Regions from separate parts of the Mus musculus genome. Here region 2 is linked to region 1. A link is a contact called in public Hi-C data. All regions are on one chromosome and are shown on one strand. The core of a region is the stretch at or near the end of the contact, and the rest is flanking DNA. Distances in the headings are between cores, read along the strand shown. Region 1 has its middle 27 kb from the start of Gm26628. Region 2 overlaps St3gal5 (ST3 beta-galactoside alpha-2,3-sialyltransferase 5).

Region 1 (2,700 bases), core at 26-2,525:
ACACACACAGAGCTTCACCCTTGTCTGCAGAGGAGGAAGGATAGTGGGGAGGCTCCCATTCGATGCCTGCCACCCCACAGCATGGTACCAGGGAATTTTGCCAGGGGCCAGAGAGCAAGGCTCCCTCCTACCCACTGTCTTTCTATCGCAGGGGAGAGGCTGGACCCAAAGCCACCCACACAATGTGACCATTGACATTTGTGGGTGCCATGGAAACATCTCTTGGGAGCTGAGTCCTCCCTCAGTAAACTCATTGTCCCCTGAGCCAGCCTTTCTCCAAGAGCTCCCCCTTCTTAGCCCTTTCCCAACCCAGGGCTCCTCTTGTTGACTCAGGTAGGGGAGCCAGACCCAGGTTTGCTGGTGACAGGCTCCACTGCCCTGGGTCTTGTCATCCTGGGCTCCTGTCCATTCCTCATTACGGCGAAAGTGGCCCAGAAGCAGAGCTCTGCACACAGATGGCCTTTTGGTTGCTCTGAGTCCTGACAGAGGAAGCACACAAGGACAGACAACCTTGCCTGCCTGTTTGTTTTGGAAAGCGAGAAGGCAGAAACTGTTCCTGTGGGGCAGCCTCCTGCTGAGTGGCTACCCTCAGTGCCAGCCAGCCTCTGGACTAAATCGATCTGGGCCACCTCACCTAGTCCCTGTTCTCTTTCTCCCTACAGCGCTCCGCCCATGCATTTCTCTTCTAAGTTCTGGAAACTTCTTCAGAAGTCACTCTCCTGCCTGGCTCCCTCAGCCCCCACCCCTACATTTGCTTGAGCCAAGGTCTCCCTGTAGAAATCCAGATACAAAATAAAGCCAGAGACTGTCAGGGTCACAGGAGGCCCCAGCCAGGATAGCCTTGTGTGTTCTCTCTTCCCTCTCTCCCCAAAGATAAAGATGTTGTTATAGAGAAAAAAGGCTCTGTAGAAACAAGGGGCATGGGGACTGCCTAAGATCCAGGCAGGGCCCAGACCAGGGCCTGCTCTCTCTCTCTGGCACTGTCATTTCTCTAAGCCACTCAGTGATTAGAGACAGGAGTTCAACAGATCCCTTGAAGCAACAAACCAGCAGGGACTGGAGCTCCCCCCAACCCCACCCCAGATTTGGGTTTCAACAGCTAGAAAGAAGAGCTTGTGACTACAGCTCTATCTTTCAGCAGCAGCCATGTGCCCATGTCCCAAACCACTCCCTTCGCAGACACCACTGTGGACCCTGATACCACAGAAGCAGTGATTCGGGCCAAGGATCTTGATGCAGTGCCGGCATGGGAAGGAAGGGACTTGCTGATGGACAACCAATGGGAAGGAAGGGACTTGCTGATGGACAACCAAGGTTAGATTGGCGCTCTGTGAGCTCAAACCCTAGCTGGGTGACGGGGCCAAGTTACATAATCACCCTTTGCCTTGACTGCAGCCACAGTAGAAAGTAATAAACCTTCCTGCCTTCGTAGGATGCTGGAAGGGTCTGACAAACAGGGAATAGAGAGATCAGCACAACGCCAGGCTCATGAGAATACACAGGATAAACACACCATGTTGTTACTGCCAGCACTACCCTTAGAGCCAGGTACATGGGTAACGGGGTCTCAGGCTAAGAATGGCCAACAGATGGCTCCTACAGTGACCAGGATTCCATCCCACAGTAGGAGTTCCTGGCCTGAGGGAAGAGAGTGCAATCTGCCAGGCCTAGGCAGCTGAGTGCCCCACAGCAAGGCGTTCTCGGAGCATTCCTGCTGGGCTTTGACATGGGGTGGCCAGTTGGTTCCTGGAATGTCCAAGAAAAACAAACTGGGTATTCTGAGTGAAATTGCAGCCTGGCGGCAGGCTGGGTCTGCTTTAAATTAAACACAGCATTTCTCGGATTCTTTTCATCTTCTTGCCACTGTGGGGTTCCAGAGACATTACCTCACCTCACTTTCCTGCTCTGAGGAGAGAAAACTGACAGGGTGTGAGGCTGGGGTCTTGGGAGGGAAGGCTGGAGAGCCTACTCTGTCTTAGGGCTGAGGTGCACAGAGCCATCCTCCCTCTCCGGGTTCAGCCTCCCATCCGGGCTGGAAGCAGGGGCTGTGCCAGGAGCAGAGAACACGGCCAGTATTTGGTATTTAGCAAAGGATTAGAACATTTTCAAAGTACACATCTCTCCTAGGAGTGCTTGGAAGAAGCTGTCTGTGGTTTTATGAGTCTTTTGACCATGGTGTGATATTTAGACTTGAGGTAGCCATGCACGCCAGCTCCTTGGCTGGCAGAGGGGCCCATTTCCCTGCTGGGCACTGTGGTTTAGGGTGGAGTTCCTTCTGGTTTTTGAAATTACTTTTAGCCAACTTATGGAGTCCCAGAAAATTCAGTGTTGGAGTTCAGCGCTCCTGCTGGGACTTCCCCTCAGGGAATAGACATCTGTGTCTTGCTTAGATCCTGAATCCTTTTGTTTATTCATTTATTTATAGTTTTCTTAAATGTAGAACAACTTGTAAGAGTCAGTTCTTTCTTTCTGTCATGTAGGAACTGGGGATAGAACTTGGGTCCTCAGGTTTGGCTGCAAGTGCCTTGACCTGCTGAGCCGTCTCACTGACCTTTTATTTATATTTTCACTTGTTTATAAAGTGATGTCCCCACTTCATAAGCTAGGAGTGGTAGGAAGTTCACTGTGTAATCAGGCCAGTTTCAAACTCCAGATTCCCCTGCCTTGGTGTCCCAAGTGCTAGGATTATAGGCTAGCACT
Region 2 (2,898 bases), core at 73-2,572, 150 kb before region 1:
CTCTGATTTGGCCCTCAGGACTGGCTAAGATGGTAAATTTTGTTCTATGGCTTTGTGCCGTCTGGGAGACAATGACCTTCAGTGTTATCAGAGAACAAGTGTCCTGACCTCACAGAACTTGCTGGTTCCTGTGCACGTGCCCAGGGATGGTCCTCCTACCGAGGCCAGCTGCTGAGGCCCAGTCAGAAGACTTCCCACGTGCTGCTCCTGCTGTGTGCTTCCCATCTTTGTGTCCGACAGCTCCCCCCGCTCCCCCCCTCCCCCGGGGCAGTTTTCTCTTGTGTGCACACGAGTCCGTGCAGATGTGTGGCACAGGCTCCTGTAGGTCACAGGATACCTACTTTTAAGACTGTATCTTGTCTTCAAACCTGTCAGTGTATCATGGAGATTCTAGCTGTTGTAGTCATAAACATGACCTCAGCTGGTTTTCCTCGGTCTTGTTATTTTTACTCTAATTTTTTGTTACACTTCATTCTGTGTATGTGTATGTGAGTGGGTGTGTGTGCCTGGTGTGTGCATGTGTTAGTGTTCATGTGTGTGTGGGGTATCTGAGGCCAACCTATGGGAGCCAGTTTTCCCCTTCCTCCGAGTGGGGCTAAGGGAGGAACTGGTTGTTGGTCTTGGCAGCAGGTGCTTTTTACACTTGGAGCCACTTCACCAGCCATTATCTGATTTTTACAAAATATACTTTCGACGGAAACATTTCCCTCATCTCAGTAGAAAAACCTTTAAAAATATTTTTAAAGTGTAGCCTTGCAAAGGTCTCCAGAGTGAGCTCCAGGCCAGCCAGGGCTACACAGAGAGGCCTGTGTGTGTGCATTTGGGGAATTTACCTCCTTTTGGTAAAGGGGAACTGACTAATGGTTTCACAGCCTTGCACCCCCTGTGGCACCCGAAGATAAGGTCACCAGTGAGTTCCCTTTGTGGTTTCAAGGTGTCACACCCAGGAGAATGAATCAGGGCTGCTCACGTGCCAAGGCCCGAAACAGCAGCTTCTACGCCTATGGAAAAGGAAGTTACTCCACACACCAGCAGCTCACACAAGCACTGACATCTTCCTGAGGGGTCAGTCGGAACACCAAGCAAGGAACCTATCATGGCCCGGAGTCCTCACAAACACTAAGCAGGCGAGGCTCGGCCCTTCATGGGGCCTTATCCCAGCCTGGGGGGAGGGTGGCAAACAGAAGGGTCCTGCCACTGACTTTACTCATCGCTCTAGTCTCCAGGTCTCGTGGTCATAGACAGCCATTTTTGGAGCTCCTGAAACCCAGTTCACCCCTAGGATTCATGCCCAGTACATGTTTTCCCAAGTCACCTAGGATCCAAAGGGACACCTGCAGCGTGCCAAAGGAGGCCCAGGGAAGGATGCTGGAAGTGTGCGCGCAGCTCTCCTGTGCTGCCAAATCTTTTCTTTAGAAGTTTCCTTTGGAGAGGAGTGAAATTTCATTCCATTCCCTGTCCTGGGAAAGCATTCATCTCATTTAATCTACTGTATTGTGAGCAGAGCCCAAGGCCCAGCTGTCACCCTCTGTAGTAACCCTGCCTGTCTCAGGGCTGGGGCTGGGGACCTGAGGGAGCGAGCGCAGCTAACAGCACTGGAGAGAGTGAGAACACTGTGAGCCTGGTTCCACATGTTTAAAGATGTGCTGAGCTCTGAAGGTGCCTGCCATCACAGGGCAACTTTTGCTAACTACAGTGCACTTTGGGGCCTCTTCTCTTTTCCCTACATGGGGTTCACAGCTTTAAAAAAAGGTGGGACAGTTCACTTTAAGGAACTGGGGTGCTCAGAGGAAGCAGGGGTTCCGGACCATGGCAGCCAAGTGGAGGAGGGCTGACTGGGAGGCGCCATCCTGGCGGCTCTGAGATCCAGAGAGCTGATGTTCCTCTTTTAAGAAACAAGATGCTGTGTCAAATCTAGGGGTGGAAATAAAGGCTTTAGCTCTTCAACGTTGTACTGGCTAGTTTTGTGTCAACTTGACACAGCTGGAGTTATCATAGAGAAAGGAGCTTCAGTTGAGGAAATGCCTCCATGAGATACAACTGTAAGGCATTTTCTCAATTAGTGATCAAGGGGGAAAGGCCCCTTGTGGGTGGGACCATCTCTGGGCTGGTAGTCTTGGGTTCTATAAGAAAGCAGGCTGAGCAAGCCAGGTGAGGCAAGCCAGTAAAGAACATCCCTCCATGGCCTCTGCATCAGCTCCTGCTTCCTGACCTGCTTGAGTTCCAGTCCTGGCTTCCTTGGTGATGAACAGCAGTATGGAAGTGTAAGCCGAATAAACCCTTTCCTCCCCAACTTGTTTCTTGGTCCTGAGGTTTGTGCAGGAATAGAAACCCTGACTAAGACAAATTGGTACCAGCAGAGTGGGGTATTCCTGTGACAACCTGACCATGTTTTGGGGAGGTCTGTGGAAGGACTTTGGAATTTTGGGCTTGAAGATCCATTCGTTGTTAAGAGCTCTGTCAGATGTTTTGTAGGAGCTTGGAAGATAATGTTGAGAACAGTGCAGAAGATGGAGGCCTGGCTTGTGAAATTTCAGAGGGAAAATTAAAGACTCTTTTCAGGGCCATTCCTGTTTTGATTGTGAAGATTCTGTAGTTCTGGTTAGCTGGGGCTGAAGAATCAGCTGTGATTAACAAGATACCAGAACTACTAAAGCAAAAACTTTGCATTACTGGGACTATTGATGCTGGTTAGCTGGAGCTAAGAAATTAGCGGTGATTAAGAAGAGACCAGCATCATTGAGGTGACATTTTCTGGGAAGTGTTTTCTGAGAGCACAGTGGCTGTGTTCCAGATATAGCCAAAGTTGTACATTGTGCTGTGGCTGGACTTGGTAATGTGTAAGGGTCACCCAGGTGGTACTGGTTTTGAAGGCATGAAGGAGTTGAGCAGAGCAGC

The links. A called contact is a pair of places that touch in the nucleus more often than the background predicts.
Region 2: a Hi-C map of liver shows a contact between it and region 1, with 2.9 times the contacts expected there. The contact joins two enhancer-like sites. A contact is called at or near these places in 32 of 484 Hi-C or Micro-C datasets (B cells, the C2C12 cell line, the G1E-ER4 cell line and 17 more), 9 of 115 datasets of contacts at active chromatin or transcription factors (CD8 T cells, the NIH/3T3 cell line, VIP interneurons and 6 more) and 1 of 9 other capture datasets (bone marrow-derived macrophages).

Annotation. Positions count from the first base shown.
Region 1 is chr6:71,989,241-71,991,940 of GRCm38.p6, reverse strand. No RefSeq gene overlaps it. Among named protein-coding and RNA genes, the nearest start is that of Gm26628, 27 kb to the right of the region's middle. RefSeq lists an enhancer at 1-2,608. Within about 2 kb of position 1,275, at least 180 of the 459 cell types and tissues checked have an H3K27ac peak or open chromatin away from gene starts, as enhancers often do. A contact at or near this core is called in the HL-1 cell line, bone marrow-derived macrophages, cerebral cortex and 4 more, where this site is marked.
Region 2 is chr6:72,138,630-72,141,527 of GRCm38.p6, reverse strand. The region is part of intron 3 of St3gal5 (ST3 beta-galactoside alpha-2,3-sialyltransferase 5); the gene reads right to left. Among named protein-coding and RNA genes, the nearest start is that of 4933431G14Rik, 17 kb to the right of the region's middle. Within about 2 kb of position 1,322, at least 119 of the 459 cell types and tissues checked have an H3K27ac peak or open chromatin away from gene starts, as enhancers often do. A contact at or near this core is called in the HL-1 cell line, bone marrow-derived macrophages, cerebral cortex and 4 more, where this site is marked.